Linked DNA regions of Mus musculus: region 2 is linked to region 1. Evidence: chromatin contacts called from public promoter capture Hi-C data. All regions are on one chromosome and are shown on one strand. Each heading gives the region's core, a stretch centred on a gene start, on an enhancer-like site or on the middle of the called end of the contact. The rest is flanking DNA. Distances are from core to core; before and after follow the strand shown.

The links. Capture Hi-C pulls out chosen DNA fragments and counts their contacts.
Region 2: a promoter capture Hi-C map of adipose tissue shows a contact between it and region 1. The contact joins two enhancer-like sites. A contact is called at or near these places in 2 of 484 Hi-C or Micro-C datasets (embryonic fibroblasts and embryonic stem cells), 2 of 115 datasets of contacts at active chromatin or transcription factors (bone marrow-derived macrophages and memory CD8 T cells) and 3 of 9 other capture datasets (adipose tissue, liver and pancreatic islet).

What each region holds. Positions count from the first base shown.
Region 1 is chr14:47,337,344-47,345,168 of GRCm38.p6, reverse strand. It overlaps Gm41147 (a long non-coding RNA gene), which reads left to right. Exons shown (of 3, transcript XR_874595.2): 3 at 2,661-3,270. Among named protein-coding and RNA genes, the nearest start is that of Gm41147, 14 kb to the left of the region's middle. Within about 2 kb of position 3,173, at least 52 of the 459 cell types and tissues checked have an H3K27ac peak or open chromatin away from gene starts, as enhancers often do. A contact at or near this core is called in adipose tissue, where this site is marked.
Region 2 is chr14:47,499,696-47,507,520 of GRCm38.p6, reverse strand. The region is part of intron 1 of Fbxo34 (F-box protein 34); the gene reads right to left. It overlaps Gm35166 (a long non-coding RNA gene), which reads left to right. Exons shown (of 2, transcript XR_383410.3): 2 at 4,197-4,577. Among named protein-coding and RNA genes, the nearest start is that of Gm35166, 4.6 kb to the left of the region's middle. Within about 2 kb of position 2,755, at least 12 of the 459 cell types and tissues checked have an H3K27ac peak or open chromatin away from gene starts, as enhancers often do. A contact at or near this core is called in adipose tissue, where this site is marked.

The sequences.
Region 1 (7,825 bases), core at 1,924-4,423:
GCTTTATACTGCCTTTGGGGGGCGTTTTTTAACCTTACCGGTCCTTTACATGTATATACAGTTTCCAAGTCTATGTTTTTACGTTTGCTTTTTCTTTTTAATGATCATGTGTGTGTTTGTGTCTGTATCTGTTTCTAATGCTTTTATAAAAAGAGAGAGAGGAGGTGTGGAGTTGGATGGGGGTGGGGGATAGGAGGAGGATCCAGGAGGCAATGAGGGAGGGGAAGGAAGCCATGGTCAGAATATATTGCTAGAAAGAAATATTTTCAATTAAAAGAAAATGAAGAAAAAAATGGTGCCTGGTTGCTAACTGCACTCACTTCTACTGGTGTCTCTGCTTGAAGGCTCGGACTTTGAGTTGTGAGCTTCAGGCACATGTGTCCACATCAGCACATGCACAGACACACAGAAACAAAGGCTGGCAGAATGGTGTGGATCTTTAATCCCAGCACTCAGCAGACAGAGGCAGGTAGATCTCTGTAAGTTTGAATACATAGCAAGTTCTAGGACAGCCAGAGCTATGTACTAGAGAGAACTTAAGTCAGGAAACAAAGATCAAAACAACAACAACAAAAAGACACTGTGGCATGGGTATATATTAGGAAACAGGAATTCATATTGCTAATTCTAGCTCCAGTACAGCAAAGACTCTCCATATCGCTGTGCCATCTTTCCTTAACACCATGAGAACCTAGCTCCATTAAGCCAGGAATACACAGGAATTGCTAATCTATTAGTTCTGCTGAAAGGAAAACTAACTAGGACTCAGTCTGACGGCAGTTCGTTTCATAAGTTTTGTAAGTTTTATTTTGTTGGAGAGATGGCTCAGTGGTTAAGAGCATTGACTGCTCTTCCAGAGGTCCTGAGTTCAAATCCCAGCAACCACATGGTGGCTCACAACTATCTGTAATGGGATCTGACTGTGACAGTGTACTCATTTAAAAAAAAAAGAAAAAAGAAAAACAAAAGAAAAACAAGATTTATTTTGTTTTGTAAGCTATTTTTTTTTATGTGTATGAGTGTGTTGGCCTTCACAAACATATGTTCACCATGTATATACCTGGTGCCCTCAAAGATCAGGAGAGGGCTTTGGGTCTTTTGGGACTGGAGTTACAGACAGTAATGAGCTGCTGTGTGAGTGGCAGGAATGGAACCCAGGTCCTCTGGAAGGGCAATAAGAGCTCTTTTTTTTGTTTTGTTTTGTTTTGTTTTTTTGTTTTTTTGTTTTTTGAGACAGGGTTTCTCTGTATAGCCCTGGCTGTCCTGGAACTCACTTTGTAGACCAGCTGCAATAAGAGCTCTTAACCAATGAGCCAACTCTTTAGGTCTTGACTAGACTTCTTTTCTTTTTAAAAAAGGTTTATTTATTAAGGGCTGGTGAGATGGCTCAGTGGGTAAGAGCACTGACTCCTCTTCCAAAGGTCCTGAGTTCAAATCCCAGCAACCACATGGTGGCTCACAACCACCCGTAATGAGATCTGACGCCCTCTTCTGGTGTGTCAGAAGACAGCTACAGTGTACTTATTTATTCATATGAGCGCTATATTTGCATGTATTCCTGCATGATAGAACAGAACATCAGATCTCATTATAGAAGGTCTCCAGCTCAGTGCTTAGAATTCTTGTAGGCAAAAAGTATGTGCAGTGAAAGACAATTGCAAGAACGCAGTCCCACAGACTTATTGCTGTAGCACACGCACTTTCTAAGGGCCTGGCTTGTCTCGTTCTTTCTTTTTTTCCAGCCACCCCAAGTTAGAGACAGCCAGTGCTCCAGTATCTGTGACAGATCTGTACTAGGAAGCAGCCGTCCATCCAGCGGGCCTAACTCCAGTCCCGCCCCCTACCATGGGTTCTCCCATTCCCTTCTGTGGCTTCTCCACATTTGTGTGCAGCTCAGCTCTGAATGCTTTTCCCAACCAGGTGTCATCGTGAAGCCTGGTGCAGAATTGACACCCACAAGTCTGATGCTGATTTGATTCCTACACATCTGCATGGTGCAGATTTTGAATCCAGACTTGGATCTCAGTGCTCAGGAGGCAGAAGCAAGTTCTTCAAGGCCAGCCTGGTCTACAGAGCGAGTTCCAGGATAGCCAGGGTTACACAGAGAAACTCAGTCTGGAAAAAAAAAACACTAACTAACTAACTAACTAACTAACTAACTAACTAACTAACTAACTGGATGTTAGTGTGCTGGAGAGACTGACTGTTCTTCAGAGGACTCAAACTCATTTCCCAGCACTCACATGGCAGCTCGCAACTGTCTGTAACTCTAGTCCCAATCTCTTTCTTGCTCTCTTGGACACAAACATCCATTCAGACAAACACGCATACAAATGAAATAGAAGTAAATAAGTCTCGAAAGCATTCAACTCTTTAAAATGTAAAATTACCGTACAAGGTATTAGAGCTCAGTATAGCATTTTACAATCTGAGTGTCTTAGTGCTCCTTCCCCTCGCCTCCCTCTCTTTGCTGCTCTTATCCCCTGTGGCCCTTTCCTGAGAGCCTTGTGCATCTTTCCTGTCCCATGCACCCTCTCCCCCACTCCCACCCATCCTCGTGCCCTATTTTCACCCTTCTTGGTCTCCTCTCTAATTCCCGAAGCCTAACTCTTTTAACTTTTTTTTCTGTCTTTCTTGTTTTGAACCATTGCCTCATGTAGCCCACAGTGGCCTCGAACTTGAACTCGCTAATCTGGTTTTGATCCGATCCTCCTGGCTCCTTCCCCCGAGAGCTGGGAACACGGAGGAGCACCACCTCGACCACCTCAACTGGCTCCGTTTGATTGATGGTCACAGTCCTCCCTTCCCACTGACAGTCTGGCTGGTGACATTCTCACAAGGGTGCCTCGTGAGCTTTACTGTGACAGACAGTCTAGCAACTGTGAAACCACTCAGCCCACCACCAGGACTTGGCAAGTGGACAGAGTGGAGAAAATAAGCAAAAAAGGTGGGTGGGGCCCTCAAGCACCCTGCAAACACCTATGAATGACTCCATTTAATACATCCTAGGGAGGACTCTGGAGGGTCAGAACCAAGGCAGGCCTCAGAACCAGGAAGTTACACCCATGTTCGTATTTAGAAAACCACGGGGTTGTAATAGCCAACTTTCTGGGCCTCTGAATGAAAGAGTCAGTGTGGTTCAGCTGTGAGAGTGTGTGAAAGGGCTCTTTGACACAGCCGCACTCAGCTCTGGCCTTCACTGGGGCCCTTCGTAACACTTCCTAGCTCTGCCATGGAGGCTACACAGCACACACCCAGACAACAAATTCTCAGCACAAAGGACAGTACCCCAGAGGGACAAGTGGGAGGGGAAGGGGGCCTGCCTCTGGATCAGACAAAGACAGACAGCAGGTGTTTCTTCGGGAGTGGGTTTTAAGGGGGAATGGGGGAAGGTCTGTGCTGGATTGAATTGACAAGTCCTGATTAAACAGGTTAACCAGAGTATCGAAATAATGAATTCTGATTGCTGGACCTTGGAGTTTTAGTCAGGCACAAGAAAGTGGACAGATAGGGGAATAGACCTTGGTCGGGGGGCGGGGGGGGAGGCTGGCTTTAGAATCTAAAGGTTGAGCAAAGGAGAAGGAAGGGGGTGGGCACGACCTGCCAGCACCACATTGCCAGTGCTTGGGCCTGTTCATTGTGTATTTCCCTGTAACAAGGCTAAAAGCTCCTCAAGGGTGCTGGAAGTGTTGGAGATCTTTCTGCTATCCTCCTGCCTCAGCTCCAGCTCCCTTTCTGGTGACCAGAGGTGTCGAGTCCAAAGTTGGAGTTTTAAGGGAATCTTCTTTTTTTGTTTTTGTTTTTGTTTTTTTTTTTTTTTGAGACAAGGTTTCTCTGTGTAGCCCTGGCTGTCCTGGAACTCACTTTGTAGACCAGGCTGGCCTCAAACTCAGAAATCTGCCTGCCTCTGCCTCCTGAGTGCTGGGATTAAAGGCGTGTGCCACCACTGCCCGCCGGCTCTAATGGCATCTTCTTAAGTCACCCTGAATGAATCTCATTTCCCAATGCATCCGACTCAAATCGGTTGAACAATTGATGAACTAACTCCACAGACCTGTTGAACTGGAGTGCCTTTCCTTTCAGGATTCTGCACTTTAGTAGAGGGTAACCAAGATGGCATTGCTTACAAGTGGGATTCAGTTAGCAGGGAAGCAGTGGGCAGGCACAGAGCCTGGCGGGAGGGAGACAGTTCCAAGGGAGGCCTGGTTGGTACCCGGCCACTCCTGCTCCTCTCCTGTGCTCTGGGAATACTGCTCATGGAGGGATCATCTGTTCCTCTGGCAGGCCTCTTTTACTCTCCACCTTTCCTCCACGTGAGCAGGCTTGTTTCCATTGGTCCAGTAGCAGATCCGCCCGTGTGCCTTCTAAACAGACTTACAGATGACATGGGCTTTTTGGTGGACTCTTCAGTGCCAGCCCCACCCTGAGCTTGCTGCTTTCGCCCAGTAGCAAGACCAGCCAACAAGTAATAGGTGTATGCCTTCATGCCAGGCTAGACACATTCCAGGAATTTGTTCCAACTCCTCAAATCTGTCTTTGGCTCAGGAACCCAGCAATGTAGGCTCTATTGGTCAGGGACCCAGCTACGCCAGCCCTATTGTGCTGCCTCTCAATACCATCCTGGCCCAGTCCAGCCCCAGCAACTCCTACCTCGATTGTTTCAACCCCTACTGCCTAATGAGTGTACCGGCCGCTGGCTATGGGAAGGTTATGAGCAGTTATGTCAGCTCATGATTGACCTCCCACCCAGGCCATGACCTGATCCAATAGCCTTCGAGAGACAAAGATAAGAAGGCAGCCAGGGACACTGACCTTGTTCAACTCCAGTAGAACATCTTCAAAACGAGCTGGGTGATTGCTGCTGAATTTGGGGGTGTCCCATTTAGATCTAGAAGAAATGGTTCTTAACCTTGATTTTAGTTACATTCACATGTTCACACACACACACACACACACACGTAAGTTTCATTCATTCATTCATTCATTCATTCATTCATTCATTCATTCATTCATTTGTTATGGTGGCGCAGGAGATCAGGGCTTCTGAGCCTCGCCCAGCCCAGTTGTTTCCTATGCCTCTCTTCTGCTTCCCCAGAAATGCTGTCTGAGCCAGCCAGTTGGGATTCTCAGAAGCTGTCTGGCCTGGGAGATGTCTCATTTCTTGAATCCGTTTGTTTGCCTTGTTCAGTTAACTCTACTGGATTAGATACCGGACTGAGCGAATTTCCTTTTAAGGATTGTATGAACAGATCCGAGGCAAAGCTGCAGCCCAGGACTACAAGGCACGAGGGTGCAAGTAGGTGCACTCACCTGTGTGTGCGCACCACTGTAGGGCTCCCACTAGCAATGTGAGGCTCTGCGGATTTGCGTGTGTGGTGGCGGTGGTGGTGGGAGTGTTTTCTTTCTTTAAAAAACCGTTATGATTATTTGAGTGTGTATATGTGAGTGTATGTGTGTGCACCCATGAGCACGCCCATGCCTGTACCTGCATGTGAAGACTAGCTTTTACTCCAGCTATATATTCCTTTATTGCTCCTCCCCTTATTACAAATTACATTTATATGTATGTGTGTATATGGGTGCCTGAGGGTAATTATGTGTGCATGTGGGTGCACCTTAGAAACCAGAAAAGGGCATCATATCCCCTGGGACTGGAGTTACAGGCAGCTGTAAACTGCTTTGTGGGTGCTAGGAACCACACCTGGGTCCTCAGCACGAGCAGCCAAGGTTCCTAACCACTGAGCCATCCCTCCAGCATCCTCCACCTTATGTTTTGATGGTGTCTCTCTGAACCTGGGGCTCTGCACTGGCTACACTGGGCTACACTGGCTACACTGGCTGACTCATGGGTCGCAGGTTCTGTCTCTCTCTGTCTTTGAAGTGCTGGGATTACAGACATATGCTGCCAGACCCGGCTTTTTTCTTTTTTCTTTCTCTCTTCCTTTCTCTCTTCCTTTCTCTCTTCCTTCCTTCCTTCCTTCCTTCCTTCCTTCCTTCCTTCCTTCCTTCCTTCCTTCCTTCCTTTCTCTTTCTTTCTTTCTTTCTTTCTTTCTTTCTTTCTTCCTTCCTTCCTTCCTTCCTTCCTTCCTTCCTTCCTTCCTTCCTTGCTCTCTCTCTCTCTCTCTCCCTCTCTCTCTCTCTCTTCCTTTTTGAGACAGGGTTTCTCTGTGTAGCCCTGGCTGTCCTGGAACTCACTTTGTAGACCAGGCTGTCCTCAAACTCAGAAATCTGCCTGCCTCTGCCTCCCAAGTGCTGGGATTAAAGGTGTGTGCCGCCACACCCAGCTCAGACCCGGCTTTTAAGTGAGCCCCAGGAACCCAAACCCAGTTCCTCATCCTTGCATGGCAAGTACTTTGCCCATCTCCCTGCCCAGTGTTTCCTTTTTTGATATGAGATCTTGCTAGGCTGGTCTCTAATCAGGCTCAGTGAGAGATGCTGTCTCTGAAAAGATCAGTTTGTGTCACTGAGACAGGCAAGCACAGGGGATAATTAACTGACCTGGTACTCCACTTGTTTGGGTTATTCACCCACCTGCAACCTACTTCCTTTACCTGCATGTATTAGCGAGTGTGTGTGTGTACGTGCACACACACACACCTCTGCAAACAACACACCTAGTAACCCCAAAATTCCCTTGGGTTCCCACTCGTGTCAGGCTACAAGTATACCCCTCTCTGAACAACAGCATATGTCTCTCTGCCCCAGTGAGAATCAAATTCAGGCAGTTTATATGCAAGCATATTTCCAATGGTAGGAAGATAGAAGGGCTGATCGGGTGCATGTGAAGTAAGCCAAACTGTGTCTTTCAAGTGAGACTTTACCTCTGTTTATGCTGACGCCCAACCAGGTGTGGGTATGATTGAAACCTGATGCATCATGGGAATTGATAGGTACAATAGAACATATGGGGGCTGGAGAGATGGCTCAGCAGTTAAGAGCACTTACAAGTTAAGGACCTTGCTCTTCTGAAGGCCCTGAGTTCAAATTCCAGCAACCACATGGTGGCTTACAACCATCTGTAATGAAATCTGATGCTCTCTTCTGGGGTGTCTGAGGACAACTACAGTGTACTTACATATACATTTTTTAATAAATAAATTTTTTAAAAAATTATCTAAAATGGAACTATTAAAAATTGTATAAGGCTGGAGCGATGGCTCAGTGGTTAAGAACACTTACTGCTCTTCCAGGGGACTTGAGTTAGGTTCCCAGCACCTAATAGCACCCAGCTCCAGACACACACACACACACACACACACATACACGATTTAAATAATAAAGGTAAGTCCTTTCTTAATTGTATAGGGTTGGAGATGTAGCTCGGTTGGTAAAGTTTTGTTTCTCTACCTTGAATGAAACAAGGAGCGCTGGGCTCGCCCTCCAGCGCTGCGTAACAGCTTGAGTTATGGAGCAGCAAGGGAGCTCCAAGCAGGAGGACCAGGAAGGAGTCCAAGGTCATCCATCCTCAGATACCGGGGAAAGCCAGTCTGGACAACGTGAGACTCTGCTTCCAAAACAGAAAAAAAAAAAAAAAAGATGTCTGTTGGTTTCCCAGACGGGTTTTTCTCTGTGTTGCCTTAGCTGTATTGGAGCTCACTCCGTGGACCAGGCTGGCCTCAGACTCACAGAGATCCACCTGACACTGTCTGATCTGCTGTTGGTCGGATTCCTCAAGCTTGTTCTGCTTGTGGGGCCTGTCTGATTCCCAAGCTCGTCTCTGCTCAGGGAAGCTCCACCAAAGTGCACTGGATGAGGAAATGGGCCTTTCAGCTCTAGGTGTGGAAGCTTTTTAGCCTCTGGTTAGAGAGGCCAGCCCTTAATCCAA
Region 2 (7,825 bases), core at 1,506-4,005, 160 kb before region 1:
CCTGTACCCTGTTTAAAAAAAAAAAAACGGCTGAGAACTTTCCCTTCCCGAAACTGACAAAACCCCCAGCTTACCCGGAGGCTACTTCCCACTGGGCTCACTCAGATCTCAGGCACAAGTACTTAGGGCAGCTAGAAAATCGAAGTGGCATGCCTTTGGCAGCACTGCTCAAGTCTGTCGTTGGGAGACATCTGGGGATAGTATCCTGGGAGGACAACCAAGTATTCCTGGAAGTAAGATCCTTTCTGACCAGTCACTGAGGAAAAAGCAAAGTCCCATCAGCTTCTACAAGCAAATGTCTTAAGATTCTTTTACATCACAAAGTTCATGCCCTACAATTCACCAATGGAGAAACGCTAAAGGCATGCCTTGTTATTTTCTTTTGCCTGTTTTATTTTATTTAGAAAATACCATGTGTCATGGTGGGCATATGGAGGTTAAAATGGCTCTCCTTCCACCACAGGAGGAGACACGGGGATCAAACGGGTCATCAGGCCTAGCACAGCACCGTAAACTGCTGAGCCATCTTGACAAGTCTACTTTGTCTACTTCATATTTGGTTTTTCTCAAAGATGAATAAAAACAAGATTACAGCATTAGCAAGTTGACCCAAATGAAAACTATTTTAGTGAATCATAGAGATATTTTTAATGGTTCAACCCACACTGGTTTCTTTTTCGTTGCTATGTTCCCATTTTATGTGACCATCTGCATAGCAACAGTACTTCAGCTTTAACAGAAGTTTTAACAAAACCATGACTGTGCATTAAGAACTTTCTCACCGTAGAGCTTTAAGGACTTTTGAGACTTAGAGACTAGGTCTCAGTATGTCACCTTGGGCAGACTCAAACATGATCTTCCTGCCTAAGTTCCAGAACAGCCAGCCCTACACAGGGTTCCTTATCTAGGGAAGAAAAGAAAAAAGTGTCTACTGCGAACCTGTGAACAGAGACCCCAAGCTGGCACATTCCTGCCATCCTGACTGTTGGAAGTGCTCTGTGAAAGCAACTGGGAGCAGGCTCAGGCTCTCCCACCATGGCTACCCACATTACCTCTAAGGCTAACAGAAGAGCTTGCTAAGGGGTCTGCTCAACTACACGCTGTCCTAGCCACAAGGCCCAGGGCCTGGAGAAGCTTTTCAAACCTGCAGTAATGGCAGTGATGGACTGTTTCCTGGTATGCACAAGGTTCCAAGCTCAATCCTCACTCCAGCAAAAGTAAAATAAGAAAAGCCCGGTATAGGTCTCTCTAGACCATGTTTTCAAAGGTCCCTCGTTATTTATAGATTCTGTATTTCAAATTCACATAGGCAATGCCAAGGCAAATGCAGGCCAGTTTCATAACCAAGAATATCCCACTTTTTCACTGAAGGAAATCTGATGAACACAATTCAAGGTGATTTTTCACATGGAGAAAGTTCTGGAGGAGGTCCTTCCAGACACCACAGATGATGGTCTTGAACATACGCTTGTAAAGAAACTTGGACCAATCCTCTTGCCCACCCCTTCCTTCCAAAAAGAGAAGCATTTCTGAGGAAAGCACTGGGAATTACAAGGTCTGAAAACAGCAATTAGCCATGTCTAGTCTGACCTAGATTTCATCACATCAGCTAGGGGTAAGAACAACAACAACAACAATAACAAAAACCTCTCGCCTGCAAAAGACAATAGTGTCAGAAGACTGAAAAGAGGAACAGAGACTGTAAAAACCTAGCAACTGGATACTCTTATAAGTAGATCTTTACTGTAGTTACTGAAGGGACAATGGGTCCCATAGACTCAAGTATTTGAATGCTCGTTTTCCTGGTTGGTTAAACTGTTTGGGAAGGTTTAGGAGGCGCGGCCTTGCTGGAGGAAGTGTGTTACTGGAGGGCTTTCTCTCTCTGCCTCTGTTCAGAGTGGTGGCTCTAGTGCCATGCCTGTTTGCTGGCTGCCATGTTCCCACCATGATGGATTCGCCCTCTGAAACTGTAAGCAGGCCCCCAGTTAAATGTCCTTTCTTAAAAGTTGCCTTTGTCATGGTGTCTCCTTACAGCAACAGAACAGAAACTAAAACCACCACCATTCCTCACAATGTTGAATGCCCACTTTCACCTGGGTCCATGTGGAATCCACATGTACGGTGTTGCAAGGGACTCTGAGGTATCTACTCACGTTAGTTACAATAGTTATTGTCTCAAACCACAAACATCTTCTGAAAAATTAAACCATGTGTGTGAAACATAGGTATTTAGCTCAGTGGTAACCTAACACGCAAGACCCTGGGTTCAATATTCAGCACAGAAACAAACAACCAAAACAAAACCAAAAAAGAGGTAAGATGTACTCCTTAATAGAGGAATCTAAGAATTTAATTGACCCAGAAGTTTACACCCTCATTCCTTCTCACCTCCTTTCCTTTTCATATGTTTTGAGACTGAGTGCCAAGCTTGTTTTAATCTGTAATGATCGTTCTGCCTCTGTCTCTGAAGTTCTGTTTCCATTTTAAATCATCACCTTGTTTCCCATGGCATTTCTTCACTGGTCATGCATGGATCTGTCAGTAAAAACAAGGCAGGAGAATGTGCAGTAGTGGAATATGACATGGCCTGCCTGCTCTGAAGTGAAGGGCACTGGCCGTCTTAGCAGGCCATTCCCATGATGCCTAAGACCCAAACTCTCACTAGAGTAAAGCAGTTAACTGCCTACCAGAGTGGATGTGAGTGACTGGGTCACTCGAGCCAGCCACTGACGGACAACTGGAATCGCTAAGGAATTAGCAACAGTGAGATATCACGGTTCCAGCTCTTCTGAAGAGCAAACAGTGTGCTCTGACACTGCTTCCTCTTCCCACATACTCATAAGCAAACAAGCAACCACAGGTCATTCAGTTTTCCAAAAAGCCCTCGACTGCAACTGCTGGGGGCCGATCTTCTCTGCCCCTGGGTGGGTTATGAGCTTGGCCTCAGCATGCTGATAAACCTCATACGATAGATATTGCATCAAGAATGGTTTCTCTCCAGTTATTGGGGCATCGGCTCATCCCGGGACTTGAGCAAGAGTCTCCCCAGAAACAGGGGTCTTTCACAACCACTACAGATACACTTCAAGAAAGTGAAAAATTCCCCTCCACAATAAGCAAAGTCTTTTCCTGACTTGCAAACCAATTGGAGGTTGGCCAGGCTTATTTCGAAATCCCTTTAATAGCTGAAGTCATTTACCTATTTTATCAAGAATTTCTGGAAACAAAAACATGAGGTAAAGGACTCGGATGCTGAAGAACACTGAGTTAGCTGTAAGGTAAACATCAGAGAACATCATCCCAAAGCCACAGAAACAGGAAGTCAAGGACAAGAGCTGCTTCAGTGATTAAGCGCTAGCCTGACAAGTGTGAGGACCAGATGCCCAGCCCTCAGTTAGGGAATGCCAGGCAGGCTGGCCAGCTGCCTGTAATCTCAGCACTTGGGAGGCAGAGACACACAGACTCCTGGGCAAGCTGGATGGCTAGGCTAGCCAGAATTGGTGAGCTCTAGGTTCAAAGAGAGATCCTGCATCAATAACTAGAAGGTGATGAAAGATAATATGAACATATGTGTGTTCACACACATACACACACCTAACAATTCAAACAAACAGGTAGCAGGAGAAGGCTAAAATGGAATGGCCAACATCTTCCTGAGACATTATCCGATTTCTCTCTCTTTTGTCACAGTATACTTATCTGCCCTTCCCCCTTCCCCCCCTTGCAATACGCTGTGGGTCCTCTGAGAGCGTTACAACAGATGGTTCTCTGGACTTCAGAGGTGATGAGAGGTAACGCTGCAGAGCTGGGCATGCTGACATGCTAAATAAAACTTAAAACTATAAAAGCAATCTCAAAACCAGGGTCTCTAACTTGCTTCCATCTCTGGAGTTCCTAATCTGACTAAAGTTCTTCCATAAGGAATGGCAGTCCTAAGTTCTCCTCCCTATAACCTGGAGAACAGGAAAGAGTGACTTTCAGGAAAAGATGGCTGGGATAACACTATGTCCAGAGCTCAGATGAACTTTGCCCCTGACTGTTATTGTCTGTTCTTGGTGGCTATTAATCTTCCCTTAAAACCATTTACTCAAAATACTCAAAAACTGCATGTATCCTCAGCTTCCAGTGTCCCTAGGAAGAATATACAAAAATGTGCATGCCTTTTCTCTTGCTAATCTATTGTGGTTTGTCACCAGAACTCAATTTTGGAGCCTTCAGAGAGGAAGAGAAGTTCCTCTAACACCTGCACAGTGATCAAGTACAGAGACCCTGGCCCAGGATATACAGTAAAGTGGTAAACACCCAACAAACGTGTGTCTCTGCAGCGTGTGCTGACTCAGTGGTGCAAGCGTCTTACTGAAGTGTCCCAAGCTATCGAATGTTACTTATTACTCAGGCCAAAGTTAACAAACTCACAAGCACATGCATCGCCAAGGAAAGCAGAGGAGGAGAAGAGGCGCCGTGTGACTGGAGCTGCAGACTGTTGGGAGCACCGTGTGGGTGCTGGGGATTGGGCTTGGGTCCTCAGGTCTCTTAACTGCTAAGCCATCTTTCCATTAAATGTTTCTTTCATATGAGCTGCCTTTAACATATCATTGACCGTAGCTCCATCTACCAATGCTCTTCTTAAAAGGCTAACAGTCACTTTGAGGGAAATGGGAAGTCACTAGGGAATTCAATCACAGAAAAAAAAAAAAAAAAAGTAAGACACCTCCAAACGAAATCTGGCAGGTTACCCAACAGTGGAACTTAACATTAGCTGTTAAGTCCTATTTGCATATTTAGAGCTTTCCTATCCAATTCCACCATGAAACAAGAAATCAAGAATTTAGACATCTCTAAACCGGTTGTGGTGGCACACGCCTTTAATCCCAGCACTCAGAAGGCAGAGGCAGGTAGATTTCTGAGTTCGAGGCCAGCCTGGTCTACAGAGTGAGTTCCAGGACAGCAGGGCTACACAGAGAAACCCTGTCTCAAAAAAAAAAAAAAAAAAAGAGTTTAGATGTCTCCAGAATAAAGATAAAATAAGGAGACAAGGGAAGTGGGGCAGGACTCTAATGTGAGCACTTGGGAGGCAGAGGCAGGAGGGTCTTAGATCATCACCAGCCTCTGCAGCACAACAGCCACCATGGAAGGAAAAGAAGGCAAGATGGGAGGGAGATCTACCAGAAGAGTCGAGCACAAGAATCTCATGACCGCAAATGTAACAAGAGTGGAGGGAAAGGAGAGAAAGAAACTACATCCTCAATAGTAAAAATAAAAACACTGTATGATATGTTCAGAAAATCCAGTGACCTGTGTTCAAAATAAAACTAAGAGAAACTGAAAAAAAGAAGGAAAGCCACCAACAAAATGATTAGGCCACAGTTCCCTGATGACAGGCTCCCTCAGCGCCAGTGCCCTCAGTACTATCCGACAGAAACATTTCACACACTGAGGCTGAAGAACCAATCACACAGGCAGGACTCAGCTAGGCAGGGCAGCTCAGCTCTGTGATCTTGGCACTTGGCAGACTCAAGCGGAGAGCCCCAACTATGAAGTCAGTTCCATTAGAGAGTTCCAGATAGCCTAAGATCCAGAAAGATCCTGTCCAAACAACAGCAACAAAATACATTCAAATGGCTTTGGGCTTCAAGCAACCAAAAAGCAAGAGAAAACTATAAGACAACATTTCTTTACGAAGAGGGAGGGAAGAAAGGAAGGTAGAGTGTCGGAGGCAAACTTTTCAAACTAGAGACTATATCCAGCTAACAATAAGGGCGGGGTGAGCCATCTTCAGACATTATGGAGAAGGGGACGTAAAATGCTGCACTCCAAAAGTGCTTCTTTGACACACCCAGAACTGGTCATACAAAGAGACTGTACATCTGTTCTGATGGTTACTTGACTGAATGGACCTCTGGTGCCTGGGAAGATATTTTCTGAAAGACTTGAATGAGTGAAGACTTGCCTGTGTTGTGCGTGGACGACACTGTCCACAGCCTGGATCAAATCAAAAGGGGCAAAAAGCTGTGCAGCACCCTTCACTCACACACACACACACACACACACACACACACACACACACACACACATGCGTGCGCGAGCCACCATCCGACATGCCTTCCCTTCACTTCCTTAAGTCAGGCGCTGTTGCAGTGACACAAAGGGCAGCTCACAGCCCCGTGCAAACAGGAATGGCTCTGAAAAGCTCGTCTTCTATAGCGACATTTACATTTCTCTCCACTCACAAACAGTGGGCAGAGGTACAGGTGTTTCTGGCAGACACTCACTTTTTATCCTTTCAGTCTATTAAAATAGACTGGTGTACACAGACATTACCCGGAGGCTGCTGCAGCTCTTGCTTGACCTCCCACTGCCCTCCCACAGCCTGCTCCACTTTACTTTTCCCAGAAGGCCCAAGCCCCTAGCCCTCTTGCTTTACTCTGAGTCCCACACGAAAACATGCAAGGTTCCTCTACTTAGGTGTGTGATAAAGCTCTATGTTCTTTCTGTTATCTACCAGTTGTTGGTATATTTGATGGACTAAAGATGTATCAAGTGTCGACAAAAGTTTAACTTTCTCAAGCAGAGACCAGGAGAGTACGTTTTACTATAATCAAAGACTGACTAGGCTGCGCACCATTGTGGGTAGGACAGAGCTCACCTACCATGCAGAGTCTTGGGTTTGATGTCCATCGATGGGACATGTCAAGAGCATGGAGGAAGACAGCAGGGGTCATGGGATCTAAACCAAAATAAAGAAGACACTAAACAAGAAATCCAGTACAAGCAGGCAGTGCTATCTTCCAGCTGCTGGTGGCAGGACAGTACAACACCAGCAGATGATCCCAGTGACAGTGAGTGTCCGGGAATACGGAGCATCAGAGCACTCGAGAGCACCGTTCCTGAGACGACGCTGGAAAAGCTAGGCTACATTAGTCAAAATGGAAAATTAAATAAATAGATAAATGCCAGAGGAAAAAAATTAGTTTTATGAAAGTGACACTAACTTAGCTAAACTTTCAGTCTAATATATAAACATTCGAGGACAATCTAAGCAGACTGCTAACTACCTACAGTAAAAGGACAGAGAACAAAAACATCTCTGGGGATGAGGAAAAGCGTTAGCTCCTCACAGCTAAGGCTGACAACTCAACAGTTAGAATATGAGTGTTATTAATGTTCAAGCATGGCGGCAAAAGCGCTGGGAAGGAGGCGACAAGAGGTCAAGAAAGGGTGTGCTGAGGAACACTGAGGTGAGATGGCATGGTGCTAATACCCGATCTGGGCACTTAGGAGGCTGAGGGAGGAAGGTGGCCATGAGCTTGAGGTCAGGCTGAGCATCAGGCAGAGCAGGACCCTGTGAACAAAGAATGACTAAGCCCAAGTGTCGCCTTCAGGCAAAGTCAGCTCTGAAAAGCACACTTGCTTGTGAAATGCTGTCCTTCAAAGCTGCGCTTGCAGAGATATGGAATAAGCTGCATGCATTTAATATTTAAATTAGAAATACAAAATATGAATATATCAAGCATCTAACTAGTTAAGTCTTAATTCCTTTGGAAAAGGTTTTTAGTTTTAACTGTGTGCGTGGCTGCATATAGCTGAGTGCAGGTGGGTACTAAGAACCACGCCCCACCCTCTGCAGGAGTGCAATTCTCTTGTCCTCTGCCACCTCCTTCACCTCACCCTTGTGACTCCTTTTTATAGTAATCAAGAATTTCCTCTAAAAGAAATTTTCTTTTTTAATAATAATATAAGTTTCTACAACAAAAATGTATTACTGAATAAAACTACAGCTGTCTGATTCTGTGTTATTCCAAATTATCTGCAACCCAAGTTGTTT